Linked DNA regions of Rattus norvegicus: regions 2 and 3 are each linked to region 1. Evidence: chromatin contacts called from public Hi-C data. All regions are on one chromosome and are shown on one strand. Each heading gives the region's core, a stretch centred on a gene start, on an enhancer-like site or on the middle of the called end of the contact. The rest is flanking DNA. Distances are from core to core; before and after follow the strand shown.

Region 1 (4,820 bases), core at 994-3,493:
TTTGATAACTACAGTGACCAAAAGCAATTTAGGGAGGAAAGGGCTTTTTAACCCTACACTGTCATTATCAAGGGAAGTCAGAGTATGCACTCAAGGCAGGAGCTTGGAGCAGAAACCATAGAGAAATGCTGCTTACTATTGTGGAATAATTAATATTTTATATATTTTTTCCAACCCAGCTAGTTCCCCAGGAATTGAGAGAGTTCTAAGGATTTACTCAAACAAGCTTAAAAGCACAATAACTGGGCAGGTACCTTTAAACTAATTTTCTAAGCTAGTCTAGCTACCTCCTAGCTACACATCCCAAGTGATTTGCCGGTATTTGTCCTTTGTCCCTGACTGGGCTGAATCTACTCCGTCAGGCTGAGTTCTTGATGGGTTATTTCTCCACTGCTGATGAAACGAGCCAATTCAAGCCAGATTAGATTACATATTAAAGGCAGATTTATTGGGAAGCTGCTCTTGGATGAGTTCATTGCCCCCAAGGACCAAGGCCAGGGAAATCACCATGGGGAGAGAAATGGAGAAAGGGCACCAGAGTGCAGAGTGAAAAGAGTGAGAAGGAAAAAGAAAGGAGAGACTAAAAAGTCTAGATTATATAGGAAAGAGCCTCTGGGGGTAAGGGCAGCCCAACCCCTGGGCTGGAAAGTTTAGGGTTGGGGACAGGCTATGCCAGATAGGGACTGAGGGAACCTGGAGGCTAAGTGTGGTATGATATGTAAAATATGCAGCTCAGTCTCTTGTCCAGGGATCCAAAACCAAACAGTTCTTTTACTGTATCCTCTCCTCCCATTTCTTCTCTCTTCCCATTTTTTTCTTCTTCATGGTTCCACCTCTGACCCCAAGCTTGGGAAGCCCAACCCTACCTACTTCTGCCCAGTTATTTTTTTTAACCAATCAACTCTAAATTGGGGAGCAAGGTTTCCCCAACAAAGGCCTGTGTATGTGAGAATGCACTCCTCTGGACAGCAACCAGATCATGGAGTTCAGAATTGAGCATCTGTATACATAGCACCAGACCAATCCCAACAGCTGCCTTACTCACCGGTACATGCTCAGTTAGCTTTCTGATATAGTCTAGACACACCTTCCCACAACGGGCTGTGCCCTCCCATGTCAGTCCGGATAGTCTCTCACAGACATGGTGTCTTCATTACTACTGCTCTATTGCTGTGAAGAGACACTAGGACCAAAGCAACGCTTACACAAAGACAAGATTTAATTGTAGGCTTGTTTACAATTTCCGAGGTTAGCCCGTTATCATCTCGGTATCATGGATACGCGTAGGTGTGGTGCTGGACCTGTAGCTGAGAACTCTACATCCTGATCCACAAGTAGCAAAAACCAACTTGGGTCTAGCCTGGGATTTTGAAACCTCAAAGCCCACCTGCAGTGATGTGCTTCCTCCAACAAGGCCACACCTACTCCAACAAGGCTACAACTCTTAATCCTTCTAATCCATTCAATTAATACTGCTCCCTGGTGACTAAGCATTCAAATATATGGGCCAATGGGATCATTCTTTATTATTCTTATTCAAACTACCAGACATGGTTACAGATAAATCTGATCAAGGCAACTTTTCAATTGAACATGAGTCTAGCACATTGGCCAGTTTTGTCAATTTGACACAAACTAGAATTTTTGTCTTTTTTTTTTTTAATAACAGACCTCAATTGAGAAATGTCCCTACTGTGTTGGCCTGAAGGCAAATCTATAGTGTATTTTCTTAATTGACAATCGATGGGTTTGTAGTCGTGGGTTGGATAAGAAATGCAAGCCAGTAAGTTGCCCCCTCTTCAATGGCTTTTGCTTTAGTTCCTGCCTCCAGGTTCCTGCCCTGCTTGAGTTCCTACCTTGACTTCCTGTGATGATGAACTTTGATGTGGTACTATAACCCGGAAGTAAACATTTTTTTCCCAAACTTTCTTTTGGTCTTGATATATTACCACAGCCATAGAAACCTTAACTAAGATATTCTGTGTAATGTCAAGTAGACAATCAAACAACCAGGGACACTACACACACCCAGAATAAATTCCTGTGGACTAAAGATGTCTCCAATTGTATTTTAAACATTACTATTCTTGGCAAATCCCCTCCTTCCTGTCAGTGCACAGGCGCTAATTTTGGAGGCCATGATCCACGGTATTTTTGGCTGCTTCTCCTGCACCAGTGAGATGGCATGGCACTGGCTTAAAGGCCACTGTATAAAAATGTCAGAAGTCAACACTCAGCCAGTGCTTCAGAGTGATGTACCTTCCACCTTAGATCATGGCCAAGTTCATCTGTAACTTGGCAGAGAAGACACCGTCAATGGTGATCGCTGCTGTGACTTACTCAAAGTCTTGATTAGTCATATTTTGGCACTACACCAAGGTTGAGCTGGCTCCCCTAACCCCTGGTGAAATCACTACAGCTATTCAGAGCATGAAAAAATAATTCACAGTGCTAAAACTGGTAACTTCAAACACCTTACAGTTAAGGAGGCTGTGCTGAACGGTTTGGTGGACACTGAGGTGTGGATATGGTTTTACATCAGAGAGATCATAGGCAAACATGGCATTGTTGGCTATGATGTTTGAAGACCCATCGTTAACTTTCAATTTGAGTTCTTATTTGAATGTTCTTGGACCATGTGTAATGAGACTGCCCTCTGAATAAAATACTAGCTGTGGAATAAAAAAAATGTCAGCAGTCAGAGTGTGAGAGAAGGCAAGTGTCTTTGGGAAATTAGTGGTCTGGGTTTTCCTCAAGAGAACAGCTATGTAGTGGCTAGAGATGGCTCAGTGGTTAAGAATGCTTGCCGCTCTTACAGAAGAGCCAGGCTGGGTTGCCAGTGCCCATAGCAGGTGGCTCATAACTCCAATTTCAGGGGACCTGACACCCTCTTCTGACCTCCACATGCTCTTGCATATACATGGTACACTTACACACATGCAGACTCACATACATACAAATAAAATAAGATAAAATAAAATATGCAAAGGGAACTGTAATAATTTCCCCTCTGAATATTTTAACATTCTCCAGAAGGTCTCCAGGAGAGGACAGCCTAAGCACTGGAAACAGTGGGACCCCTTTCGAGTGCAGCATGTTTTTGTGAACTCTTTAATGGGATCCTATAAAAGCTAGTGTTCTTCACCTTCCTCCTTCCCAGGACCTGGCTGAAAGCCCATGTCTCACAGGTCAATGGGCCAAGAAAGCCCCTTGAATGCCATGTGGGAGAGGGTTGCAGTCAGTGCTTCAAGAGTTGATTCTGACTGAGCTTCTGAATCTTCCTCTTGAAACAGATGAAGTGACAACCAAGTTAAGTCAACCAGCCCTTCTGTTGGTCCCAAGAAGACAAAGTTTGTTTCCTCAGTAACAAGAACCTTGTTTGATCAGTTTGAAGGTAACCAAGGAGTTCGCTCCATACTTCGCTGCTAGAAATGCAGAATCCAGTTTTCTACAAAGGGAAGTACATCATCGAGAGATCAAACAATGTGCTCAGAACATCTTAGAGTGGGCCAGGGAGATAGTTCATGCCTTAAAAACACGAAGTAACTGGGTTTGGGTCCTGGCGTTAATGTAAAAATGACAGAGATGGCAGTGTGTGTGCACTTGCCATTCCAAGTCAGAGACGAGGCTCCTTAGGGCTCACTGGCCAGCCGATCTAGTCTAATTGTTGAGCTCCAGGCCAGTGACAGACCCAGTCTCAAAGGAAGTGGACAGTGTTTCTGTGGATGGCATATGAGGTCTGAGGTTGTCATAGGTGCATGCACCTATACAGACAGTCAGACAGACAGACACACAGACAGATATACAGGCAGACACGCACACACGCGCGCGCGCGCACACACACACACACACACACACACACACACACACACAAGCATAAGAAAGAACATTACCCAGCCCCTACCACTGGAAGAGGGTCCACTGGTAGCATCACCACCTTTGTTGCAACCTCAGCCCCTGCTAGCCGAGGACTGGGGATCTGCAGTGGGGAGCTGCTGGCTCTGCAGCTCTCATTCTTACGCTCTGTAGCTTCACCTGACCCTAGCCGAGCCCCTCTACCTCATTCCCACATCAGCACCAAGTAGCCCCAAGATTGGACTTCAAGCACGCTCAACTATTCCAAACCTGACGTATTGGGCTAACAGCAAAGATCCAAATATCCACTCTACAGAGGCGGGGCAGACATCCGCACCAAAAGACACCATGAAGAAGATGGTCTTGGAGCTTGTTTGAGGATAAATTGGAGTCTTGGGGTTCCATCTCAGCGTGAGGTGCTTCGTGTACAGATCCACCTACTTGCTATCTTGATTACGAAGACTCTGAAGTCTCTCCTCACAACTCTGCTTTCCTTTCAGACGGTAGACAGCGTCACTGCTCTGTGACATTCCAAAAAGAACAAAGCTTTGCAAGAGGCCACACCTACTGCGAACCTCTGGGCAACTCTTGGCTGCCTAGGAGAAACAGCGTTTCCATTTCCGAGACCTGAAATGATCAGGAAACTTGAGAACCCTCCTGGTCATCTCCCTGTCCTGGGGCAGGAGTGCAAATACGTTTAGTCAGTCAGGCTAATTTTAGAGATTGCAAGATCTGGCAATTCTGTGACTCCCTCAGAAGGGCACCACAAGCCACCCTTGCAAGGTGTTCTTTATGTCTTCGTCTAGCCTAGGTGCCCTTGGTTGGGAGCAGTCAATCCTCTGCTTAAGTGGTCAACAGTTCTGATCAGTCCTCAGATCCAGTTTCTTAATCTTACACATCTTAATCTTTTCTTCAAATCTTGGAAAACATTTTTAGACATCTAACAAATTAGTTTATTGCAGACT
Region 2 (4,853 bases), core at 744-3,243, 140 kb before region 1:
TGAGTTATGGAAGCAACTCCACACAGACCTGCGTGATCCAAGAGAGTGAGTCTCGTAGGTCAGAGAACTAAGGGACTGGCTGCTTTCGAAAGCAAAACAGGAGAGTGGAGATTGACAAGCTGTTGAATTCCTCGGGGTGCACTCAGTTTGAGGACCCTGGGTAAAACCACTATGCTTCTCTACCTCAGTTTCCTTGCGACAAAACATGACGCTCTTGGCTTGCTTTGGGGATGAAAGCTCCATGGCCGCCAGAAAGCAGCTCACACATGTTTGTATGTTTATTTCTCTTTTTGGATGTAATGACTTCCCGGCTTGTTCCTAACCAGCTCTAACTCACACACATAATGGACCTTTTAAATCCTGAAGTCTGGGGTCACATAGTTTTGGACAGGGAGGCCCACCAGGTTTCCAGGCTGCTTGGAAGTGGATGGTCTGTCAAGGCGGAGAGTTGCTGGGTTCAGTGCCCAAGAACTAGAAAATCCAGCCAACTGTAAATATTTATTCCTTCCGGCCTGTGTGGGTGCTGCCCGGAATGTTTTCCTTTGCAAGAAAACAAAGGTGTGTGTGAAGATAATGCTTTCTTTTGCCCAGTTACTGGCTGTCAGGAGAAAGGACATTGGCTAGCCGAATTTCTAGGTTTTCTTTTTAACTCTCTTTTCCTTCTTTTCCCTACTTTGACTTTCGACCCTTTGTGAATGCAGCTAGGCTTAGCGAGTGCAATATTTGTTTTCTTTTATTTACCACCCTTTCCCTTTAGTGGGTGGGGTAAGAAGATGACCTTGAGTTCCTATGCAAACGGACCAGTCTTAACTCTATTCTCACCTAATAAAATGGTTGTCAGAGCTGACCAAGGCATTACCTTGTCATGCTTTGGGATTCACAAAACAAGGTGTGAGAGCTATGGCTGGTGGCTAGGTTCTGGAACAGTCTGATAACCTGGATGGAGTACCAACACCTTTTATTTCATCCTGATTTTTTTTTTTTTTTTTTTTGATTGGGTCTCACCAAGTTGCTTTGGCTATCGTAGAATTTAGAAAGTAGAAGCAGGCCTGAGTTTGAGGCCATCTTGGTCTACATATTGAATTCCAGGACAGTCAGTGATATAGAGAGACCCTGTTTTAAAACAACATTTGTTTTAAAGGGACTGGAGATATGTCTTAGTAATTAATAGCCCTGGCTGCTTTTGTAGAGAATCCAGGTTCCGTTCCTAGCACCACATACAGGTTTACTCTATCTCTAACTCCTGTTTCAGAGGTGTCTGATGCCCTCTTTTGGCATCTTTGGGCACAAGACATACGTACATATGTACACATACATACATACACACATACATACATGAAGGTAAATATTCACAACCATGAAATAAAACTAAATGGATATAACACAGTGTAGTTTTACATCCCCATGATCCTTAGGGGGTTAATGCAGGAGGGCTACAAATTTTAGGGTAACCTGGGCTAATCCAGCAAGATTCTGTAGAAAGAAGAAAAAAAATGAAGGGGGGGGAGGATAGACAAGAAGAGGGAGGAAAGTGAGAGAGAAGCACTAGAGTTTTCATTGACCAGCTGCTTGCCTTGAGTGGTGTGGGTGAGGGGCAGGTGAGTGTGGCTCTCTGCCCAGTGAGATAAGGTAGGTAAGTCTACACAGTCATTTAACCGCAGCGGAACTCGGGAGATTTTGTTCTTCTTTACTTGAATGTTTCCTTGTCTTCAGGGAATTTTCTGCCTTTGTAGAACCACAGTGGAGACACAACCCTCTCAGGATGGGAGTGGTCGGCCACACCTGTGTTGTCTCTCGCCTTTTCCTTTAACCTCCCTCGGTTGGTCCCTCCCCTCAGAATTGTGTAGTAGCCTTTGTGCTAGGTACTGGATGGCGGGCGGGCATTGCTCTAGCAGCTGGGAGAATCCCTAGTGCTAGCGAAGGAGTGGGCTTCTCTCTGCTGAGGCCATTGCTGCTCTGGCTGCTGAGGTAGCCCAGCTCCTGGCTTTTTGCCGCCAGGCTGCAGGATAGAGCAGCTGTCCGTATCTGCGGGTCTGACTGGGACTAGCAATGTTCAGAAATGTGAAAGCGAGCTGGGATAAATACCAGCTGTACATTTCAGTTGGCTTTTTGGTGATTCAAGCAAGGTTTGTTTTTATGTTGTTGTTGATTTTCTAGAAAATAGAACCTATTGTCCCGAGGCCTAAGGACCTGAGACCTTTAGCCAGACATTCGTGCATTTGGCCCCTGCTCTTTGCCGTGTCACTATGGCACAGAGGGTCATTTAAGGATATGTTACTTGATCACAGGGCATGACTGTGGGCTCTGGGGAACGTCCAGGGTAGTAAGAGGAGGGCAGTTGCTGACATCTTCAGGCTCAGGTATGTTTCATGTTGCTGGTGATAGGGCACAAAGGAGCCATATGTGTGAATAGACTTTAGACATTTGGTGCTTTTCAGGCTGTTTCACTTATTACTATATCCCAAAGGATCAGCTGAAGATGGCAGCTGGCTAATACCAGCCCAATACGGTGAAACAGGATTGCCAAGAGTTTGAGGCCAGCCTGGGCTACAAAGTTGAGCCAGGGTACACAGTAAGAATCTGTCAAACAAACAAACAAACAAACAAACAAGCAAAACAAGAACCAAAGATGCTCTATAAAGTTTTGTAGTTACTCGCAGCCCTGCGATGTAGTAGCTGCTTGCCTAGAATTAGGCAAAGAAGAAAGGTGGTCCCTGCCTCCCAAAGCATCCCTCTCCAGGATGAAGGATCGGTAACTAAAATTCACCGACACGAACAGATGTTCCACTGGGAATGTGTGTGAGAGCTTACGGCATTGGATGGGGAGGTATTCTTAGTCTAGACATGCCCAGGACGCTAAAGCTGAGGCGTGCTGGTGTGTTTTAAAGGACAAGATCCTGGTTTCACTCAGAATGGCACTTTGGCTGTCTCTGTCGTAGGCGGTAGGCAGCCGCACCTGCCTGCATGCGGTAGGGCCTTCTCGAACAACTCGTGTTTTCTCACGTCCCGTTTTACTTGGCTTGGTAGCAAAGTTAACACTTTACAGAAACTTCAGACTGGTCCGTGTAAGTAAGACACAAGAGTGAGGTTCGAATGTCCCCTCCACAGCAAATGCAGGCCTTCAAACTTCCAATAACAGATAATAGGGACTGACAGATTTGGGCTTTCTCCTGGTCAGAGTTGAATTTTGTTTTCTCCTCTCCGTGTGTGAATGTGGGCAAGCCCAGTCCTGTCCCCGTGCCTCAGTTTCTTCCAGAGAGCTTCGTAAAGCTCTTCTGAACTAAAAGGATGCATGTACCCAGTTCTGTGCTTCACGTGGATCTCGGTGACCTGGATCTTAGTGGCTCCTCTGTTTTCTTTGAGGCCAGTGGTTCTCAACCTGCGGGTCACATCCGCATTGGTGGTGTTGAATGAATGACTCATTCACAAGGGTCGCCTAAGACCATCTGCGAATCAGATATTTACATTACGATTCATAACAGTAGCAAAATTATAGTGATGAAGTAGTAACAAATATAATTTTATGATTGGGGGTCGCCACAATATAAGGAATTATATTATTATTATTATATGGCACATTCAATATTAATATCTCAATATATCAATAATGTAAAACAATGTTACATTATGTTAAATATAAATGTTATTAATTATAATACCGATATAATGTAATACATGAAATATTAACTATAAAGATTAAATTTATGATAAAATTATGTTATTATTAAAGGTTCACGGCATTAGGAAGGTTAAGAACCACTGTTTTAGCATAATGAACTAAAAACTGCGAAGCAAGGGAGAGTTGACCAGCGTCTGCTGAGAATCCATCTACCACATTTAGAACGTTTTTTATTTTGCCAGACAGGGTTTCTTTGTGTAGCCCTGGCTGTCCTGGAATTAACTCTGCAAATGAGGCTAGCCTCAAACTCAGAGATTCACAGGCATGCACTACCTGGCACAGAAAGAGTCTTAAAACATTATATGGTCACACACACACACACACACACACACACACACACACACTTTATCACTACTCTTACTATTTTATTGTTGTCACTGTTGTGAAGGAAGGGCAGGATAGTTTTACACAGGCACTTAATTTAGTAAACATTAATCCCCTGTCCCTTATGTGCTGAGCCCCATAACTGACACTGAGACACGGCCTAGAAGTAGAAATCTGACCGTTTCCAGCTTGGCCAGACTTCTCCATAGTGTTCCTGTCCCCTGGTCTGTCAGTGCCCCATGTCACTAACCAGTCACTAGCTCATGAGAAAACCACACGTCGTTGTGCAGCACTTTTAATTTCAACGTTTTCCTTGAAGGACAGACAAACACCGCTTTTGATTTCCTTCTTAAAATTTGTCACCAGGAAAACATCCTCTTACCTCCAGTAGGAGTGAGTCAGGAAGGGCGGAGTCACCTATCATTAAAGTAAATCGTTGCCACAAACGGGGGGAGGGGTGGGGGGGATTGTATATCTATAATCCCATCTTTGGTGGGGTGCTTCTGAAAATGACAATGCACACAGAAGATGCACACAAGTCTTTCCAAAGCCTAATCCTGGGTCACTTGGCAAACACTTCGGTGAGATCCGCCAGGACCTCTCCCCCTCCCCCAGAGAGAGGTTGTACGTAAGCAGTCTTTTGAAATGCATAGTGTGCGACATTCTAACCTGATCAGTTAAACCCGGCTAGGGGAGATTGTCTATAGCACAGGATTAATTTCCTCAAAAAAAAAATGTAGAAAGTAAGTAAAAGAGAGTCAGCTGGTATTAGACAGGAACTGAGGGCTTGTAACATCTTTAGCCTCAGATTGGTGCACAGGAAAGGGCACGGCATCGTGCCTTCTTCTGC
Region 3 (4,779 bases), core at 827-3,326, 190 kb before region 1:
TAGCCATATTGAATGTGTCGCTGTGAACTAATTAAAGCATTTTACAGTGTATCTTAAACATGCAATAGAGAAATGGCATTTTATATTCTAACTAGATTCAATATATATATATATATAATATAGTTTCTTTCTTTCTCTTTCTTTTTTTTTTTTTCTTAATTAGTAGTGAGCAAGAAGAACTGAATACATTGCGTGGAGAGGCATAGTGATTGCATGGCTGCAATTCAGGTGGGGGTGGGGCTGAGGGAGGATGAGTATGCCCTAGAGGCTAACATGAGCTACACAGCAAGATCTTGTTTAAAACAAAACCAAAAAGCAGCTGGCCAGCCAAACAAACTCCAACCCAAAGGCACATGAAAAATGGAATTCAGATGATTAGTGTCCCATAAGGACCTGATGGGATATGAAAGCAATACAAAGGATAAAATGAACGAACAGGTTAGAGCTGCGGTTACCCAAATTAAACTCTCGAAGCTTGGAAGAAAAAAATCATACATTGCCTCAAGTGACTCACATTTGCTTGCAAGGCGTCAGCTGGCCCCTTTTCTTTAATATCTCATTTTGTTTCCTTTTAAACAAAATCACATATGATAGTAGAGACCAATAATTTGAATTTTGGAAGAATTAATTGGCCCTATTATACATGGAAATGTAATAAACACTCCCTCAGTTTTGGCAGCCTCAGAGAGAGGGATAGGGAAATTCAAGTTGAAATATCATCCCCCTGCCCCAAATTCTGTATTTAAGGATAGCATTTTTCAGAACTTTTAAAAATTTTACTGGAGACTTAATATTACAACTTTCCCCTTCAGGGTTTATGGCCAAGAATTTTTTTTTTTTTTTACTGGCAGATGTTTGAAAGATCAGAGTATAATAAATCCTCACATTAATTTTTAAATACATTTCTTTCTTCCAAAGAATGCCGAGAAAGAGAACCAACTCTCAATGTACTAACGGGCAAGGGAGGAAATAGTTCCCCTACCACGGCAGCTTCGTCTTCTCTGTACGGGGGTTCCTCACTGCTGACATCAAAATTACCCAACGAGGGGGTTGGGGATTTAGCTCAGTAGTAGAGCGCTTGCCTAGGAAGCGCAAGGCCCTGGGTTCGGTCCCCAGCTCCGAAAAAAATAGAACCAAAAAAAAAAAATTACCCAACGAAAGCAAACTGAAAGAGGGGAGGTTTGTTCTGCACTTGACCTTAGCCAAAAGGCCGAGAAGCGATGGGAGGTTTGTTCTGGCTTACGGTTTCAGGGATATGTTTATTGCAGGAGAGGAAGGGGGCCGCTGGTCACATCGGATCTGCAGTCCGGAAGCAGGGGGAGCCACACATAAATGCCGAGAATACACCTGCTTTCTCCTCTTGATCCAGTGTGAGACCCCAGGACACCCCAAAACACAGCACAGGTTGGGAACCAACACACAGGTCTTTGTGTTTGGCAGTTGATGTGAGCTGCATGATTCTTGTTTTTTTCTTTTTTTCTAGTCTGTTTACTTAATTAATTTTTGAGACTGGATTTTGTTTTGTGAGCCAGGCTTGTGTGGAGCTCCAACGTTGGCTGGCCTGGAAGGGGAGAATTTCATATCTCAGCCGAAAGAATGCTTAATGACACCATTATGCTCAGATCGATCATTCATTCATTCATTCATTCATTCATTCATTCATTCATTCATTCACATCTTTGCATTAGATAGGAGTTATCTGTGTAACCCAGACTTTTCCTCCAACTCCAAATCCTCCTCCCTCAGCTTCCCTGGTAATGAAAATACAGGCGTGCGCCATCATGCTCAAGTTATATTGGCTGTCCTTAATACTTATGTTAGGAAAAGAAAATAGTCTCTGCTTTACATACAATCTACTTGGAATCATTTTTTAAAATATGTTGAGTCGGGATGAGGGCTGTGTGCAGGACTCGCGGTTTAACAAGCAAACGCAATTCCTCCAGCTAACGCCAAGGGGCATCCTCTCCTTCCACTCGGTTTCTGGTGCGCCTTGAGCTCTTTCCATCTGCACAAAGAGCCCGGCCTCCTCCCGGGTGACATCACAAAGGGTCGTTCTCCGCCCCTTCGGCACCACCACGTGTGTCCCCGAGCTGAGTGGCCATCCGACTCAGTCCCTCACCGGCCGGTCTGGGCAGCGGAGGAGACGAGTGGTTGGTAGTGGCTGGAAGCTTCGCTATGGGAAGTCGCTCTTTAGCACTGTCGCCGCTCGCCCTGCTCCCTGGTTCTCCGCAGCCGCTGTCGCTGGAGAGCACCGGGAGGCGCGGGTTGCAAGCGCGCCTGCTTCTCCCCGCCCGGGCGCCAGCGCCCCTGGGCAGGTGCTGAGCGCCTTCTCCGAGCCTCCCCTGCTGCCTCCCTCTTCCGCCTAGCCGCCTTGCTGCTGCAGTGCACATGGGCTGCTGGAGGTAGATGGGCTCACCGCCCGTGAGGCGGCGGTGGATGCGGCGCTGGGCAGAAACAGCCACCGATTCCAGCTGCCGTGGGGCCGAGCGCCCGGAGCGCCGCTGCGAGCCCCGGGCTCAGCCATGGGGACCTCCGCAAGCAGCATCACCGCCCTCGCCTCTTGCAGCCGCATCGCCGGCCAAGTTGGAGCCACGATGGTCGCCGGCTCCCTTCTCTTGGTGAGCGATCGGAGGGGACCCTAGGGTGGCGGCTACGTTCGAGCCTGTGTCCGGGAGCCGGGCGGGTCCTCAGGCCCGTAGTGCCGGAGGCGCGTGGTGGGACTAGCCAGGTTGGAAGGGTTGGTTACAGGGCAATAGCAAGACCGAGGAGGACTTCTACTAGATAATTTTTTTTTTATTAGTGGGGTGAGTTAAGACTAGGGAGTGTTACAGAATTATTTTTCTTGCCATCTGGTTGCTTGGAGGAGGCGCGAGAGGTGGCCGCCCCGGCGTCCTGCGCATTTCAGGGCTTTTGCCCCCGACTCGGCCTATCTCGTACCCCAACACCCAGCCTCACCCCAATATCATTCGCCGCCAGACCCTCGGCGTGGTGCGAGGCCCGAGTAGTCCTGTCAGTTGCCAGCTGCCGGTTGTGGCCGCTGCTTTGTCGCTACTGCAATGTCATGTCCGGATGCTACCGCAGTGGAGACAGCGGGACCGGTGCGCTCCGGACGCGAGCAACCGCTGCATGCTTCCGCGCGCGAGGCATTCCGGAGTAGGGCGCAGGCCACCCCTTGCTTCAGCTTCCTTGCTTCTCTCCTCCCTCTTGGCTCGGATGGGTCCTGATTTCTGCACGCCAAAAGAAGAAGAAGAAGGGGTGGGGAGAGAGGAAGGACCCAGAGACCCAGGCGCCTCTAAAGCACCGGCTTGGAGCCAACCGGCGCTCTGGCTCTCAGTAGAGGGGGAGGGGAAAGAGCTACATAAAGGAGAATTAATTTTCTCCATCCTTTTCTTATTTCTCCTTTTCTGTGTTTAGACATGTCACCACGCAAGATGATGCAGGCTCTCTCAGCACCCAAATCTGGGGCGTGCCGGGATCGCGATTCTCCATCACTTTATCTGATCAAAGCCTGACATCATCCCTTACCCAAAACTTACCCCCAGCTGGCCCTTTATTTCCAATACTGGGGCCAAGTGGGGAATTAGGTGGAAGAAAATTGGAATTCAAACCCTTGAGACGCCATAAACCAGCCATGCCTTTCATCCCTGCAGGGAGGAGGAAGATTGTTAACTAAAAACTAAACAAAAACAAGAAAGAGCTTGTTTTCATGGTTGGGCTGTGTAAGGGAAGGCAGGCCTCTTGTCTCCTTCCCCTAAAGGGCTTACTGACTGGCCAGCCAAGATCTGGGGCTTCCATCATTACAGTTGCTATGGCCTGGGAATTCATGCTACAGAACACCCCCCCCCACCCTCGTGTGTGTGTGTGTGTGTGTGTGTGTGTGTGTGTGTGTGTGTGTGTGTGTGTGTATGTGAGAGGGGGGGGGGAAGAGAGGGGCTAAAGAAAGTTTGTTGTTCTTAGCATTTATGAGATCAATCTCAGTGTCCCTTGGGAGACTCTTTTCTGTCCTTTTATAACAATGGCAAAGTCCCAGTCCCTTAAACAAGTGTGGGTAGTAAACAATCAGAGAGTCCTTGGGACAGTGTCAGATTGAGGGAGTTCATGGGAGCGCTGATTCTAAGGTCCCTTGCTGAGTTCTCTCTAAAGGCCTTAGACCTGCTTTGCTCACTGCTGTGTGCCCCTGCCCCACACAGATATAATCCTTGTAGATTAGTCCTCACTCAGTCTGAAATTAGTTATTGCTCAATGTGTAGTAATGATCAAACAGAACTCACCCACAAATTGCACACCAGATTTGCAACTGAGGACCTGACGACCTAAGTTTGACAGTTAAATGAAGTTTATGAAGGGTTTTTAGAGGCAATCTTGAGGTGATAATACGACAGGGTCCCTTGATCTCCTCCTAACTACAGAGAAAAGGCTTTTTTAAATTAATGGAGTAGGTGGAGTATGGGGATACGCCAGGAACCATGGGGAGGTACGCAATGACCTTCTCCTCCATCCCCACTTTGGACAGTCCAGTCACCAGGATGGGCTCTGTTTCTGTGCGCCCTGTTGGTAATTTTGGCCACATTAAGGGCAGACACCCGGTGCAACATGGTGTGAGGACACAGAGGTTAATGCTGTGCATATACAGTGTGGTTAGATGAAGAAATAGCCATGCCAGTGGATCATCTCACAATGGCTTCCAGGTACCCTTCTCTTGTTTTTCCATAGCAGTCTTTGTTATTTTTTTGTGGCATTTTTTCTTTTAAGCATGATGACCTAGCTACACAAAAGCTT

What was found. Hi-C and Micro-C count contacts between places; a contact is called where the count stands out from the background.
Region 2: a Hi-C map of psoas muscle shows a contact between it and region 1, with 4 times the contacts expected there. The contact joins two enhancer-like sites. A contact is called at or near these places in 2 of 12 Hi-C or Micro-C datasets (frontal cortex and psoas muscle).
Region 3: a contact with region 1 is called in a Hi-C map of psoas muscle, with 4 times the contacts expected there. The contact joins the promoter of Tnfrsf21 here to the enhancer-like site in region 1. A contact is called at or near these places in 12 of 12 Hi-C or Micro-C datasets (the A7r5 cell line, the Rat2 cell line, Schwann cells and 7 more) and 1 of 1 datasets of contacts at active chromatin or transcription factors (oligodendrocytes).

Annotation. Positions count from the first base shown.
Region 1 is chr9:25,255,709-25,260,528 of GRCr8, reverse strand. It overlaps the pseudogene Atp5mg-ps1. Among named protein-coding and RNA genes, the nearest start is that of Adgrf1, 47 kb to the right of the region's middle. Within about 2 kb of position 2,243, at least 3 of the 93 cell types and tissues checked have an H3K27ac peak or open chromatin away from gene starts, as enhancers often do.
Region 2 is chr9:25,390,846-25,395,698 of GRCr8, reverse strand. All of the region lies in intron 4 of Tnfrsf21 (TNF receptor superfamily member 21), which reads left to right. Among named protein-coding and RNA genes, the nearest start is that of Tnfrsf21, 58 kb to the left of the region's middle. Within about 2 kb of position 1,993, at least 5 of the 93 cell types and tissues checked have an H3K27ac peak or open chromatin away from gene starts, as enhancers often do.
Region 3 is chr9:25,448,620-25,453,398 of GRCr8, reverse strand. It overlaps Tnfrsf21 (TNF receptor superfamily member 21), which reads left to right and starts at 2,076. Exons shown (of 6, transcript NM_001108207.1): 1 at 2,076-2,618. The coding sequence starts at 2,523.